Linked DNA regions of Mus musculus: region 2 is linked to region 1. Evidence: chromatin contacts called from public capture Hi-C data. All regions are on one chromosome and are shown on one strand. Each heading gives the region's core, a stretch centred on a gene start, on an enhancer-like site or on the middle of the called end of the contact. The rest is flanking DNA. Distances are from core to core; before and after follow the strand shown.

Region 1 (2,700 bases), core at 4-2,503:
CTTCAAACATCTTTAGTGTTATGTATCCCCTTCCCTCTCTCCAATTCTGTGTGGATGTCCCTCTCCCCTCATGAGTTAACACCCTCTTTCTCCTATCACCAGAGTCCTGATGTTCTCTTCTCTAACACTTCTCCTCTACCCCACAGTCTCTGTTACTTGCCTGATTTCTGCAGTTACTCCAGAGTAGATACCAACATCCAAAAATCTGTAGCTAAAAACCAAAGATGAGAGAGATATGGCAGTTATCTATCTAACATGTTACCCCGTTCCATAAATTTTCTAGTTCTATCCACCAACTGGCAAATTCACACATTTCCTTTTTCTTTGCAGCTCAATAGAATTTCACTATCTCTATGAGCCATATTTTCATTGCCCATTTGCTAGATAAAGGAAATTTAGGGTGTTTCTATTCCCTAGCTATTGTGAATAGATTGGCTATGACAATAGCTAAGCAAGTATCTGGGGAGCAGGACATCAAGTTTGGGGTCATAGGATAAATTTATATTTAGATTTTTGGGAATATTCCACACTAATTTCCAGAGTATCTGGTCCAGTTGGCAGTCTCAACAAAAATGAGGGTTCCCCTCACCCACACTCGCACCAGGATCTTTTGGCACTTATTTTGTTGATCTTGGCCATTCTGACTGGGGTGAGGTGAAAACTCAGAGTTTTCTTAACTTGCAACTTTCTAGTTGATGAGGATGATGAACACTTTTGAGAAGTTTCTTAGCCTTTTTATTTCTTCTACTTGGAATTCTCTTTTCAGACACATAGCTCATTTTTAACTGGGTCTTTTGTTCTCTTAACTCTTTGGGTTTTTATTCTTTATACAATCTTGATATTAATCCTCTATCATACATGTAGCTGGCAAAGATTCTCTCCTACCTGTCAGCTACACAGCTTGGATGCTGAGAATTGAAGTCATAACTTCTGAAAGAGCTGCAAGTGATCTTAACTGCTGAGCCATCTCTAGAATCCCAACAATTTTTTACATTTTGTGAGTCAACTTGCCAGGGCCCAAGGACCCAGTGATTTGAACAAAGGTTAGCCTGGCTGCTGCTGCTGTGAAGGTATTTTTTTAACAAAAGATTAGCATTTGAAACAGCACACATTGAGTAAAGCTGATTACCTCCACCAAATGGGTAGAAATCATGTAATCAGTTGAAGGCCATAAGGGAAAATAGCTGAGATCCCCTAAAAGAGGAAATGCTCTCCTCATTCTAAAGCTAAAAGATAGATGAGTCACTTCCTCTTGTTCTTGCTCAATATATTATCCATATTCATAATATATCATATATTAATGACCAGCCAACCTGCCTCAGTCTCATGCAGGGAGGTCCAGGGATATAGTGTTCACCCTGGCATGGGCTTTTCATTGATACATCTGCATTTAAGTAACTCATGTCATAAAGGTAACCTTCCACTCATATTTCTTTAAGTAACCCTAATAAACCTACTGGTTAGCTAAGCTAGACCTTGATAGAATTGTTCCCTTGCTCTGCCTTCTTTGTCTGATCTGGAGTGAATAGATGTTTGTTCCAGTCTCCTCAGAAAAAAGACACAAAACATATACCCCTCATTACATTTCACATTTTGTACATGCTGGAACCATTGCACAGTGACATCTGTCATCTGGTTATTGTTCTGTGTTATCTTTAGTGAAAATTATGGAAGTGCTCTCTAAGTAGAACATCCAATTGATATCTATCTTTTGTTTCCCTAATAATTATATTCATTGAATTGATGATTTTTAAAGGAGGAAGGAATGTATTATATATTTTGACCAATAAATGGTTTGACCAGAAAACTGTAGTAGCGAGACAACGAGGCTATGAAGGCTCAGTCCCAAACAGGACATCTGTATCAAACCCTTCCAAGGATCAGGAAGCACTGCAGAAGACAGGGAAGAAAGAGGGTAAGAGGGACAAAGAGGGACACAATGAAGTGTGTCTCCTAGACACTAGGCATGCTCATTGTCCTCAGAAGGTCTCAGGAGCTGTGCTTACTTGCCCAAGATAAGCTCAATGTTTGGCCCATCAATGTTTCATAGCAAATGGAGAAGGGTCTCAGAAGATACCTTTCCTGAGGAACTTATTGATAATTAATGGCCAGGAGGATGGGTGCTATTTTCTTTAGTAGTGTGGTCTGTAATAAGTTACCCATGTTTCAGCAAACAACCTCTCACCCATACTTACTAATGCCAGCAACCCTCATTTAAACTTGGTAGGTCACAAATTAGAATCAGTGTAGGACGAGGAATTATGGGAAAGAAAAAGGGTTTCCATTGATGAGGGAGCGGAATGAGACAGAGTAGTGAAGAGGGACGAAAAAAAGACCAAAATTCATTATGAACATGGAAATTGTCATAGACATTTTTAGAAAAAGAAAGAAAGGGGGGAAGGGAATATTCCTTGCATAAGAAAGCTCAATTTATTAACTGATATAGTTTATTCTTATCTTCAAAGAGTTAAAAGCATTGTGTCTATATATTATGATCCATGTAGAAGTTTGAGCTGAAACCCATAGGCATGCAATAAATTTATATTTAGAAATCCAGCCAAAGTAGAAACCCTAGATCACTCATTCACAATCTCACTCATAGAAAAACCAAACATATCAAACCTTTTATAAACTTCTCTGTTAAATCAATTATGCCACTCTGTACTCAGATGAGGTCTCAAAGATATTAAATCCAGAAGA
Region 2 (2,700 bases), core at 132-2,631, 120 kb before region 1:
TAGCTAAAGAGAGGGAAACTCAACTTAGGAATTGCTTTCTGAGTGAACTTTGGGGATTTCTGAGGGACATTTTCTTAGTTGATAATTAATGCAAGGGGATCTGGTCCACCCCTGCGTAGTGCTATCACTAAGCAGGTAGCTTTACACTTTGTAAGAAATGTGCACAAGTCAATAACCATGGTTTCTCCTTCAGTTCCTACATCTAGATCCCTGCCTTGAAATTCTAATCTGGGTTCCCTTAATGTCAGAGTTACTTTAGCCTGTAAGCTAAATGAACTCTTTCCTTCCCAAGATGGCACTGGTCCGTGTTTCAGCATGGCAGCAAATGCAAACTGAAATGGATCTCCATTGCACTAGATACTGTTAGTCTGAGAACCAACACTGGGTGGCAAGGCTCTGGTTATGCGCTATCCTTTGTGTATCCTATTCTAACCTCCAAGTTCGTAGAATAATGTGGCCTTGCTGATGTCTCACAGACATACTCAACCAGCGTCTGTATGCTGATGGCTTGACTTACAGCACTCACAGAATCCCCACTAAATGCTGGAGCCATGTGCCCAGAAAAGAGAATGAGAGGTGCCTGGGAGTACTGTATTCCCACAGAAAGCCCCTGGCCCGTAGCTGTTGCTGTAAGGATGCACGGGGCCAGTTTCTAAGTACTGACGTGGCACAAATGCCAGAGTTCTGCTCTGGAGTTCTCTGAGCGTCAGTTAAGTTTGTTTCTACATCAAGACTAATTTTTAAAGCATCTCTCCTTGCCCATTCTGCTCCATTTCTACCTTCTGACACCTTCTGTCCATCTACTTTCTCATGGTGGCACTTCCTGTTTGAACCACATGTCCCAATGTTCTAATTTTTTAGAGAACTGAACCAAAATCAGGCGGTCTTCAAAGTGATTCTGAGCTTCAAACAGAATGACGGAAAGGCATCAACAGTAGGAATATCCCATGTTAAGAACAGTGGGTGTGATCCCCAGCCTCAAACTAGCTACTGAGTTACAGTAGGTATTCTGTCAATTGGTGCTGAAGGGCTGACTGAATAATGATGCCCAGTTTCATGATAGAGTTTACTTAAAGCTTAGCTGAATTTCCTGTTTATGAGATTATGGCAGAAATGAGTCCTCCCCATACATAAATATCACCTAATAAGGGCCTACCAATTTCCTCTTTCACTGTCGAAGCACCCAGCATTAGTGTGGGATAAACAGAAGGTACAGAATAATCAGCAGCAAATATCCCTAGGTCTCACTTCTTTAACCATGAGATCTGAGCTGCCAACATTAACTAGAGTCATGCCACTTCTTTCCTGTGGCTTGGCTTCTACTCCTACTCCAGGAAGGAAGAGTAGAGCATGCAGTCATTGCCACATCAGATCATAACTGCTGTACCAGCATTCCTCCCTAACACTATAATCATGAGGGCAGGCAGGAGGACCACTCCACACGCACACCCTGCTTCCTCCCTCTGTCATGACAGCATATCGTGCAGCTGACACACTATGTGGCAACTAAACCATGTACACACTCCTGCACCACATTTTGAAATGTGGGCCCAGCAGATAGGAAGAGTTTCATCATTCTAAAAATGGTGAGTGTGCACAGAACATTTTGAGGAAAATGTCCACAAAATATTCTTTTTTAATGATTATTTAAAATTATTGTATACTACATCAAAAGCAGAAGGAAAATTGATGTGTGCACATTTCATATTAAACACATGTCACTTTAAAACACAAAATGACACAATTGGAGATGCAGCTGCTTTTGGAAATACACAAATATAAAGTAGAGAAAGCTAAAACAAGGATTATTTCTGAAGAAATCTCCAGCATTTTATTTTGTCTTTCGAAGAATGAAATTGATTATATTTAAAAAGTTACTTCCTCAACACTCTCCTAAACGCTTGACTATCAAGTCAGTCTGCCTTTTGTGCTTTAAGTTGCTGCTTTCATTATTGATTTTCATGCAATTTTCTTTCATCTCCTAATTTATTTTGGCATTGATTTGTTATAATTTTTTATTTCATTCTTTATAGTAAACCATGAAATGGTTAGTGTAGTAACAAAAAGAGACACATCTTTTAATATGATTAAATTTTGTATGTACAGATAGAAAAAAAATTTCATACTGAAGTAATTATTAGCATTTTCTTTAGATTTAGTTTGCAGTGTCTAAAGATACAATTTCCAATAAACTCATCAGCAGAAATAACTGTAGTTTTGATATTTGCTAAAGTGATACTTGAAGCAATATTATGACCCTTGTGAATCTGACAGTGGAACAAAAAAGCTCCCACACCATACTGAAGATATTAATTACCATGAGTAATTTGGACCGTAAGTTGGAACAATTGGCACTTTTGTGCCTCTGAAGTCAGAGGTTATTCTCTTCTTTCTTTGCCTCAATATTTCTATTCCTTATTTTTTCATGTCTATTCTCCTAGTACCCAGTAAATAAAGTCCACCTGAGTTCTACTATCAAAAGTCATGCAAATGTGTAACCTATATCGAATTTGTCTGGATAGTACAGCAAATAAGATAAGAATGGACAAATCCTAAATAATTCCACCCTTCATGCCCATTTACTGGATACTAAGAAAACTAGTTATGTATGAATTCCTTTGGGAGTATTCTCCAACTATCTAAGCACCAGGGCCTCTGCTGCCCTCTGGCCTTTCACACTCCTCTCACAAGGTGAATCAC

What was found. Capture Hi-C pulls out chosen DNA fragments and counts their contacts.
Region 2: a contact with region 1 is called in a capture Hi-C map of bone marrow-derived macrophages, with 6 times the contacts expected there. The contact joins two enhancer-like sites. A contact is called at or near these places in 1 of 15 datasets of contacts at CTCF or cohesin (pro-B cells), 2 of 484 Hi-C or Micro-C datasets (granulocyte-monocyte progenitors and myeloid progenitors), 1 of 115 datasets of contacts at active chromatin or transcription factors (the HPC-7 cell line) and 2 of 9 other capture datasets (bone marrow-derived macrophages and liver).

What each region holds. Positions count from the first base shown.
Region 1 is chr1:107,380,189-107,382,888 of GRCm38.p6, reverse strand. Serpinb11 (serine (or cysteine) peptidase inhibitor, clade B (ovalbumin), member 11) reads right to left here. Exons shown (of 8, transcript NM_025867.2): 8 at 2,414-2,700. Among named protein-coding and RNA genes, the nearest start is that of Serpinb11, 19 kb to the right of the region's middle. Within about 2 kb of position 1,253, at least 11 of the 459 cell types and tissues checked have an H3K27ac peak or open chromatin away from gene starts, as enhancers often do. A contact at or near this core is called in bone marrow-derived macrophages, where this site is marked.
Region 2 is chr1:107,495,737-107,498,436 of GRCm38.p6, reverse strand. No RefSeq gene overlaps it. Among named protein-coding and RNA genes, the nearest start is that of Serpinb2, 14 kb to the left of the region's middle. Within about 2 kb of position 1,381, at least 41 of the 459 cell types and tissues checked have an H3K27ac peak or open chromatin away from gene starts, as enhancers often do. A contact at or near this core is called in bone marrow-derived macrophages, where this site is marked.